2 separate regions of the Xenopus laevis genome follow, and region 2 is linked to region 1. The links are chromatin contacts, called in public Hi-C maps. All regions are on one chromosome and are shown on one strand. Each heading gives the region's core, a stretch centred on a gene start, on an enhancer-like site or on the middle of the called end of the contact. The rest is flanking DNA. Distances are from core to core; before and after follow the strand shown.

Region 1 (5,384 bases), core at 1,881-4,380:
TAGTCTGAAGACAGTGTTTCAAGAGAGCATTATAACTATATAACTATGTAGGTAGAATCCCTTGGGTGGCATAGGTGGACAGTGGGTGACTAGCTCCCACTCACTCCCTACTTAGTTAGGTTGAATCCACTGGGAACTGATTGAAAGGGAGGGAATGGGTGTTGGATGGCTGACACTGTTGGTTTATTTGGGGCCGAAAATTGGCTTATACTTGTTCTAAAGGTCACTGTTTGATGAATATTATCCCACCAGGAGGGGAAAGTTGGAGGGTGGGCTACAACTCCCATAATGCTCTCTTGAAACACTGTCTTCAGACTATCATGCGGCAGGGAGGGTTAAAGTCCAACATCTATGTGTAAAATGCAATTTAGCTACTTTGTAGTAACTGAACAGTGGCTAGCTGGTAAAAATCAATCACACCACTTGTCCACTCTATGGGGCAGATTTATCAAGGCTTTAAGTGAATTCTAGGGAATTTTCGATGTAAAAAAATTCAAAGTAATTTTTTGGATACTTCGACCACTGAATAGGATACTACGACTTTGAATTTACCTTCTACAACACATTGAATAAAAATGGTTCGATCGTGCGCTAAAATCGTTCGAATCATTCAATTCGACCGATTTAATTGTTTGATCGAACGATTTTTATTCGATCGCAGGATTGGCAAATTTGCTGAAAAAACTTTGAATTCGATATTCGAATTCAAAGTTTTTTAATTCGATGGTCAAATTTCGAAGTTTTTTGTACTTCGAAATTCGACCCTTGATAAATCTGCCCCTAAGTGTTTTTAATTTTGTGTATTTTTATGGATATGGTCCAACACTACTCACAAGGGCTGTTTGTAGTGAATCTTGTGTAATAGGGCAGCGTATATATTTTTTAAGTATTTTAAATTAAAGGTTATGTTTTAATATACTTAAATGTGCTCATGAGCTGAACTGGTTATCTGGAGGTTACGCTGAGGCTGCAGCATTGGCAACATTGTATGTGACTTCAGAAGGCGTTAATTGCTACTTGCTTGTTACAGCAGCTTCTGACACAGTAAGGTCTCTTACTGACGAGCGGTTGAAGCTGCGCTCCCCTGTGTTCCGTTTTTCTGCGTTCAGCCGCAGGGGAGCGCAGAAAGACACATTTAGCTTTTTTCAATGGGGCTGTACTCACACAGGCGCGTGTAGGTGCTGAACGCAGGTTGAGACGCAACATGCTGCATTTTTCCTGCGTTCGTCGCCTACACGCGCCTGTGTAAGTACAGCCCCATTGAAAAAAGCTAAATGTGTCTATTTCTGCGCTCCCCTGCGGCTAACCGCAGAAAAACGAAATGCAGGGGAGCGCAGCTTCAACTGCTCATCAGTAAGAGCCCTAACAGAATTCGTATGCTCTCATTTTGTTGAAAAATAAAAAACAGAAACATTCACATTTTAATCCTTTAAAATCCCACCCACATTTGTTTCAGTCTAAAGGCTGCTTTATGTCTTTTCCCAACCAAATGACCTGAAATCAACAAATACTGCTCTGGTTGGACATTCTGTCTTTTCTTTAAATGTAAAAAATATTAAGATGTAGATTTTTTCTATGTTAATGTAGAACAGTGAACTTGAAAGGACTTTGTTTGTTTGATCCATTCTTCTTGCTTCATCAGAGCAAATTAGGACAAATGTAGAAGTTTATATAATGTACCCATCACCAGTTTAGCCTTACTTAATGAACTGCACTTGTTGCTGTGGATGACCAGGCGACAGGGGGTTAAATCAGGGCGACACCCAAAATATGTGGGCAACAACCACAGGTAACCAAGCTCCCATTCAGAGGCACAATAACACACATGCAGAATCTGTGTTTTCACATGATAAAATACGCACAGAAACAAGCAGATTGGCTAATTCTGAGCAACTTTTCAATTAGCCTTCATTTGTTTTCCTTTTTATAGTCTTCCAGCATTCGAATGGGGGTCACTGACCCCAACATCTAAAATAGAAATGCTATGTAAGGATACAAATCTATTCTAATCAGGCCCTCTCCTGTTCATATTCAAGTCTCTTATTCAAACCATTGCTTGGTTGCTAGAGTAATGTGCACCCTAACAACCAAATAGCTTCTGAAATTCCCAACTGGAGAGCTGCTGGAAATAAAGCTAAATTAATTAAAACAATTAAGATCAATTGCAAATTGTCTCAGAATATAATTCTCTATACTAAATCCGCTTTAATGGAATATAAGGGAAGGGGGCAGAATTAAAGTGGTGTAGAGAGTGATATTTTGAGATAATTTGCAATTGTTTTTCATTTTTTATTATTTGCCTTTTTATTCAGCAGCTCTCCAGTTTGGAATGTCAGCAATCTGGCTGCTAGGGTCCTTATTACCCTAGCAACCATGCATTGATCTGAAGAAGAGACAGGAATATGAATAGGAGAGGACCTGAATAGAAAGATGAGTAATAAAAATTAGCAATAAAAATAAATGTGCAGCCTTACAGAGCATTTGTTTTTTAAATGGGGTCAATGACCCCCATTTGAAAGCTGGACAGAGTCAGAAGAAGAAGGCAAATCATTCAAAAACTATAAAAGATAAATAATACAGACAAATTGAAATGTTGCTTAGAATTAGGGGTTATATAACATACTAAAAGTAAACTTGAAGGTGAAGCACCCCTTTAAAGTACTGCATAATGTTTTGTGTGCCCCTGATGTCAACTCCAGGTTTAAATGTGTGTGCATGTGAGTTAAATGAGAATTTAAATTCAGAAGAGTTACTGAAATCAAACTTGGAATCCACATAGCGGTATAGGAATATAAATCCATTATATGGATCTGTAATCTGCAATACATATGAACTGGAATTATCCAAACAACTCACCAAGTTCCTATAGTATGACACAGCTTGGTGGTTTTGTACACTCATCACTTTAAAACTGGCAGTTGTATCAATTGCACATGCTGCATGGCTGCTGAGTAATGAGATGCATACTGCTGACTGCACAGCTTCCGAGCAGCCATGCACTAGATATGTGAACTGATTAGAAGCCAGACAATATCAAATCAGAAAATAGTTACCAATGAAACATGGAATGCAAGAAATCAGTAGCAGGAGAACACACACTTGAACCTTGGCAGATCTCTGCAGTTTTAGCAGAAAAGGTAATTTATGCAAATCAAACTGTGTGGACAACTTAAAGGGGCACTGTGTGCAGGCTTTGTAATGGCATCTGCATGTAGACTGTAATGCCCTTCTCACACACATATCATATCTTTTAGACTGTAAGCTCTAAGGAGCAGGATCCTCCTGTATCAGTCAGTATTTCTATATTATACAGAAGTGACAGATAATATTCTCTTTAATAAATGTTATCGCTGTTCTTATTGCAGACACCAGGAGGCAGACTTATCAAGGGTCGAATTTCGAAGTGTAAAAAACTTTCGAAATTCGACCAGCGAATGGCATTACTTCGATATTCGAAGTCGAAGTTTTTTTTATCGAGTTTGGCCATATTCTGTCAAAGTAAAATCGCTCGATCGTACGATGAAATCCTTCGAATCTAATGATTTAATCGATCGATAGAACGATTTTACTTCGACTTCTAAAAACTTCTAGGTTCTAGGAGGTCCCCATAGGCTAACATAGCAATTCGGCAGGTTTAAGGTGGCGAAGTGTCGAAGTCGAACTTTTTTTAAAGAGACAGTACTTCGATTTTCAAAGTCAAACTTTTTTACTTCGAATAGTCGAAGTCAAAGTCGAATTTAGGCCTATTCGATGGTTGAAGTACCCAAAAATTAGTTTGAAATTCGAAGTTTTTAAATTCGAAAAATTTACTTAGACCCTTAGTAAATGTGCCTCCAGGTGTCTCCCTAACGACACGTTTTTAAGAAACATTACATGCAATTGCACGCTCTGCAATTATATCTTTAGATGGTTAAATAATTCAAATTTTAAAAATGCACACAGACGTTATTCTTCTTTATACATATGCCGCTTGCAAAACACCCCTCTCATGAAAGAGTTTTGTTCATCTTTACATGAACTTTTTATATGATGTAACACGTGATATTGTGAGACAATTTGCAGCTGGTTTTCATTTTTTATTATTTGTGGGTTTTGAGTTATTAAGCTTTATATTCAGCAGCTCTCCAGTTTGCAGTTTCCGCAATGTGATTGCTAGGGTCCAAGTTACCCTAGCAACCAGGCACTGATTTGAAGACACAGGAATATGAATAGGAAAGGGCATAAATAGAAAGGTGAGTAATAAAAAGTAGCAATAACAATAAATGTGTAGCCTTACAGAGCATTTGCTTTTTAGATGGGGTCAGTGACCCCATCAGTAATTAAAAACTATTTAAAAAACTGCAGACCAATTGAAAAGTTGCTTAGAAAGAGCTATTCTATAAAAAAATTTGCGTTAACTTAAAGGCGAAGAACCCCTTTAACGGTATAAATGAAAAGGAGCTTGTGATTATTTTGTTTAATGTAAACCAAAAAAAGAAACTAATGATCTGACTGGACTAATGTTGGGGATCTGTCCCAGCATAGCCTTTGTGCTGAGTCACATGGGAAACGTTCAGATTACAGCACGCTGCAATTTTGCTATTTTTATAATTGAATGTACTGCAGCCAAGTTTTCTTGACAATTGTCATAGGTGGCCCTGCTTTCAGTGCAGCTTGTTTGGGATGCATACTGTATATGTTGCCTGGCGTTCCCTTGAACAGGTGTTGCAATTACTTCTAACGGAAATGTTTACTAGTTTGTGTGGTTCATGAGTCATTAACGGCTGAAGTGGAAAAAATGGAATGAAATAACTGTATAAATGAAATCACGAAACATAATACACTGATGCACATGCGGTAATTTTAGTGATTGACTTTGCTACAGACTACAGGCACACGCTGCGATATGGGGAGATTAGTCGCCTGGCGACAAATCTCCTTTTCTTCGGGGCAACTAATCTCCCACGAAATGCCTCCCCTGCCCTCCCACCGGCTATAATAAGAATCGCCTCATGAGGAAAGTTTGGGTGACTTCGGAAAACGAAGAGCTCCGAGTGCCATCCCGCCGGTTATTTTCATTCTAGCCGACGGGAAGGCAGGGGAGGAAGTTTGGGGGAAATTAGTCGCCCGGCGACAAATCTCCTCTTCTTTCCTGAATCGCAGCATGAGTCTCTGCCCAGGTAAAGACACATGAAGTGAATTTCCAAAATTCATACTCCAGCAAAGCCCCGAAATCTCCTCCATGTGTGTGCAAACAAGGCACATAAGGTAGAAGATAGGAGCAGAAGGGCAATAGTCTGTGGCCTATGTATGAAGCTTAATTGCACTGCACACACTGGACAGATTCCAGCCTGAAAATGTATGAGAATGCACATTTTCTAAAGCGTCTGGCAGTTTCCATCAGA
Region 2 (5,384 bases), core at 1,882-4,381, 200 kb after region 1:
TATGATAAACTTCAGTCACTCTTTACTGCTACACTGCAACTTGGAGAAATATCACCCCCTCCTTTATACCGCTCCCCCCCCAGTACACAATGGTATCCTCTAAACAGAATAATGGGATGCTAACCAGATAGTGGCTCCCCGACACCTCTGCTGCAGGATTTAAAGTGGACCTGTCACCCAGCCACAAAAATCTGTATAATAAAAGTCCTTTTCAAATTAAACATGAAATCCAATTTCTATTTTTTATTAAAGCATTCATAGCTGTTGTAAGCTCATTTAAAAATCTCAGCTGTCAATCAAATATTGTCTGCCCCTCCTCTATGCCACGGGCATAGAGGCGGGGCAAACAATTACTTTCACTTTCCATTCAGCACTTCCTAGATGTCCCTGCTCTCCACATATTCCCCTATTCTCTTTACCATTTAAATCTGTAGCCAGAGCACGGGGATGGACATTGGGTCCCCCATTCTGGTGCACAAACAAGATTCTGAGATGATACAAGGCTTGCCTTAATAACAGTGTGCACAAAATGGCTGCTGCCTGCTTGCTATAATTTTGAAATCCCAGACTGAAGGAAACAAGATTTTTATAATTTATATAGTGTAATTAAAGTTCATTTTGCTTGGCTAATGTGATAAAATAGGATTTTGAATAATTTTTTTTGGTGACGGGTCCCCTTTAACTGCCTGAATGGATACTGCCTACATGGGCTAACAGCACTGCTGCTGCTACTGTCCTGAATTTTGGCAAGTGGGTGAACAGGTAAAACTGCCAGTACTGCCTCCAAATAATTAAGGGTGGCTTCAGGCATTTCCCTGCCAGCTAAAATACACTATGGAAAAACTGACCCATGTAACGTTAGCCTTAATTAGCCTGCACAGTAAAGGAGATAGATATAGATATAGATATATATACACACACACACACACACACAGTACGCACATGTAAATATTGATACACTAGCTTCTATAAAGAATAACTCCAGATTCTAAATACATTATACAATGAAGGGTAGTGGGAACTTTAGCCCCATATACAATAAATACACCGAGAGCCAATGATTCATGACATCCCAGAGCCCCTTACCATGGCATGGCAAAAAATCAGGTTTCCTGAAGGAATATTTTAGCATTGTAGAGATCAAAATGAAGTCAGAAATCTTTTGCAAAGCTAAGTGCTCCCTAGCCAACCTAGTAGTAGACACGAGATAGCACCCAAGCAGGAACCGCTTTACTATTGCATGACCGGGGTCGTACTGAAGTACAATGAGTAGGAAAAAAAACAGCAGTCCCTTCCTGAAGTGCTGACTACTTCTTGAAGCTCAGAATCAGGCTCAATGCACTGAAATGGCTCCCTCTACACCAATACCACAAATAAAAAATATACATTTCTTGGTTGAAGAATAGAATTTTACATGGTATAGTGACTTATTTGCAATGTAAACAGTGTAATTTACAATAACAGCTAAGGGTCAGTTTCAAAAGAAGACACCTGCAATCTTCTTGGGTCAAATTGATATGTTCAACCCGATAATGAAATCTGCTGATGCATCTTGTAGGTAGGAGCCTGGTACTATAAAAACACAAGTAAAAGGAGCCAAAGCTCAGCCCATATGGTACAATAGTATTTGGCCAACTGCGTGTATGACCAACTATACAGTATCCCTCGGTTTGGCCTGCAGATGGATTGGAAGACAATGCATTGAAAAGTAGCCCAGTGTATGGCCACCTAAACTATTTATGATGTTGGTGAAAAAGTCATAAAGGCCCATAATAAAGGTTGAATTTTAGTGGTATTGCCGCTTTTTAAAACGACAAACTCAATTTCTCTAAAACCATGAAAGCCATTAAAGTTATTAAAAGATTGGAATATAAAAAGAATGATTAAAAAAAAGCGGATCAATGCCCTAAAAAAATACAGAAAAAAGCTGCTACCCAGGGCAAAGGCCCCTAACTTTTTACTTACCCCTCGGTGCAGATTCAGGGATCGAGTTCACGGCAGCCATCTTCTGGGTCTTTGTGTCTTCTTCAGGCGTTTCAGCAATTACCGTCAATGTTGGCACATGCGCAATTGTCGCATGCTGGGAAATTGCTCCAACTGCGCATTCGCAGCCACACCGGTCTCGTTGTCAGATTACCGAAGACCCGGAAGATGGCTGCTGTGAACTCCGATCCCTGAATCTGCACGAGGGGTAAGTAAAAAGTCAGGGGCATTTGCCAGGGGTAGGCTGGGGGGGGGGGGTGTGGCCGGGGGTCTATGTGGGGTAGGGTTTTTTTAATATGGGGTTTGTATCTCTTTTAAGATATTGGTGAAACCCAGTAATTCCAACATGCAATAGCCTTACAACATATTACTGGGCACCACCCAAAGGTCTAATGGTTTAACCCTTTTACCAATATTTACTGAATTTGGTATATAAATGAGGGCCTTGTGGGGCCCCTATACCTCCTGCAAAGTAGATTCTGATAGAATTTAGTATATAACATTGTTACAGAAAAGTGTTATCAATATGGATGATAATGAACATTAATAGCTGGATACTCCCCTCCCCCAGCTCAATGAGAGCAAAGCATTACCTTAAGAAGACCTCTCATTTTCTCCAGCAAGGCCCTGAACTGGTCTGCCGGTAAATTAGGGTACAGCTCACTCTTCAACAACTCCTCGGTGATGTCTGCGTTGCCATAGTAACTACTCTGAGCGATGCCATTCAGCAGTCCTGTCAAACGCTTGGCGCCCTCTGCATCTGCCATGGTCAGCTCCTACCTTTCACGTGACCCAAAAGAAAAATAGTTCTCACGTGACACTACGGACGTCGTGATTGGCTGTTCTGCAAAATTCCGCCGTACATTCCCAATTAGCTCTGAGAAAAAAATAAACCTGACAATAAAATAAAGAATACACACTTTAAAGTAACAGATGATATCTTGACCCTACACAGCCTCTTCTGCTGCTGCTGCTGCTACTACTACTAGTTTACTCACAGTTTTCGTCCCGGTAGAGCCGTATGGGGATTAAATAAACTTGGAGGAAGTTCAAACTTCGCCTACTAATCCAAGTGCCCAACAGTCTCGCTTTAACTAAACAAACACAGCCGCTAGTTTCAGACCTCTACTGTCACCTGAAAGCTTTCTCCTCCTCTCCCACAGAAAATCGCGATACCGTAAACTCTCATCACGCGAGACTGGAGTCAAGACTGCGTTTAAACGCAGGGACTGAGTTGCTTTGTCACAGAGATTCTACCTCTTGCATTTTGTAAGAGAGGGAATAAAAGACATAGATGTGCAGTGAAAAAAAGTAATACAAAATAAATGAATATGTGTGAAAATTCTAATTTTTTCCATGAAGTAAAATGGGACAGATTCATACCTCCCAACTGTCCCTTTTTCGGAGGGACAGTCCCTCTTTTGACAGCTCAACCACGCAGTCCCTCATTTGTCCTGGATTTGTCCCTCTTTTCTCTGCACTGAACAGCCAGAAAAAGAAAAAGTTTCTCACTTAATTGGCTTTTAGCAGAGAGCCCAGAACAGCTAACAGGTGCAAATAAGATACTTTGTAACAATTTTGAGACACATAAATACAGTTTTTTATAAGGAGAAATATTTTCAAACTTTCATGACCTGCCAAATTTTGTAAAACAAACATGGTAATTAGGGGGTGTGGCCACAGAAAGGGGTGTGGTCAAAAAATTGCTACATGTGGCCACAGAAAGGGATGTGGTCAAAAAATTGCTACATGCAGGAAAAAAATTTTGTCCCTCTTTTTACTTCCAAAATGTTTGGAGGTATGGATTAGCCCATCACAGAGCAGGCCCAGGAGGTATAGGGGTCCCATAGGCCCTAATACATATACCATTTCAAATAATAAATATTGGTGAAACGGGTCAACCTATATATATATATTTTGGTGGCCAGAAGATTTTTGATCTAAAATTGTCTGAAATTGAGGAAAGTCATTGGAAAATGTGAGAATGGGATGGGAGACTGAGGTACAAAGCCCAAAATCTGGTAACTCCTGACTTCTACACAAAACAGTCCCATTGCATGCTGGGTATTGTAGTCTTACATTTAACTTGGCAGTGGGGAAATTGTTACACAAAAACTATATTACCTTACATGCACTGGGTCTGGGAGACGTAGGCTTGGCAAATAAGGGCAAGAAAAAACTTTGGCTGGTTTCCAAAGTACAAACCAGCCAAAGGCCTAAAAAGTAGCCCAGATCCGTACCTTGGCTAGTTTGTACTTTCAAAACCAGCCTGGGCTTTAAATCAGTAGCTCTATTTGGATGGAAAACTTCCAACTTGGCAACACTGCAGAGAACTAAGAAAATACCTTATCCTGGTTATAATACACAAAAGCCATGAATATCTTGTAAATTATATTCTTATAAGCGGTGAGTTCTGATGTCATCAGTTATAAACGGTGAGTTCTGATGTCATTTCTGTCACATGACTCACTGAAACGTGTGTATTATAATAAATAAAGTACCCCCAGTTGCAAAATATGAGGATATTAGAAGTTACCTCGGAGTTCCATGACCTTTATAAAAACACTCGGCCTTCGGCCTCGTGTTTTTATATGGTCATGAAACTCCTCGGTAACTTATAATATCCTTATATTTTACAAGAGGGGGTACTTTATTCACTATATAAACAGTGCCTGGGGCCCTCAGAGACTCTTGTCCCAATTTGATCAAATAGGAAACTAGGTAGGCCAGGTGGAATTAAAGGGTTTTGCCACTTTTCGATCTCGATATTCTGAAATAATTTGCATTTGGTTTTCAGTATTTGCGTTTTTTTGTGTTATTTAGCTTTTTATTTAGCAGTTCTCCAGTTTGCGACATTAGCAGTCTGGTTGCTAGGGTCCAAATTTCCCTAGCAACCATGCATTGATTTGAATAAGACCATGCATTGATTTGAATAAGAGACTGCAACATGAATAGGAGAGGATCTGCATAGAAAGATGAGTAATAAAAAGTAAAAATAACAGAATATGTGTAGCCTTACAGAGCATTTGTTTTTTAAAGGGGTTGTTCACATTTGGGTTAGTATGATACAGAGCAGTGGTCCCCATTGGATCGCAAGTAACATGTTGCTCATCAACCCTTTGGATGTTGTTGCTCCCAGTGGCCTCAAAGCAGGAGCTTATTTTTTTAATTCCTGGCTTGGAGACAAGTTTTAGTTGCATAGAAACCAGGTGTACTGCCAAACAAAACCTCCTGTAGGTTGCCAGTCAACACAGGGGCCATCAAATAGCCAATCACAGCCTTTATTTGGCACCTGGGGAACTTTTTGCATGCCTGTGTTGCTCCCCACCCCAACTCTTTTTATTTTTTAATGTAGCTCACTGGTAAAAAAAAAAAAAAAGAAAAAGGTTGGGGACCCCTGC

Evidence for each region. A called contact is a pair of places that touch in the nucleus more often than the background predicts.
Region 2: a contact with region 1 is called in a Hi-C map of the XL177 cell line, with 4 times the contacts expected there. The contact joins the promoter of commd1.L here to the promoter of LOC108716591 in region 1. A contact is called at or near these places in 2 of 4 Hi-C or Micro-C datasets (the XL177 cell line and animal cap).

The regions. Positions count from the first base shown.
Region 1 is chr5L:32,071,013-32,076,396 of Xenopus_laevis_v10.1, forward strand. LOC108716591 reads right to left here and starts at 3,131. Exons shown (of 11, transcript XM_018262835.2): 1 at 3,054-3,131.
Region 2 is chr5L:32,268,402-32,273,785 of Xenopus_laevis_v10.1, forward strand. commd1.L (copper metabolism domain containing 1 L homeolog) reads right to left here and starts at 3,132. Exons shown (of 4, transcript NM_001095984.1): 1 at 2,982-3,132; 2 at 2,577-2,877. The coding sequence starts at 2,750.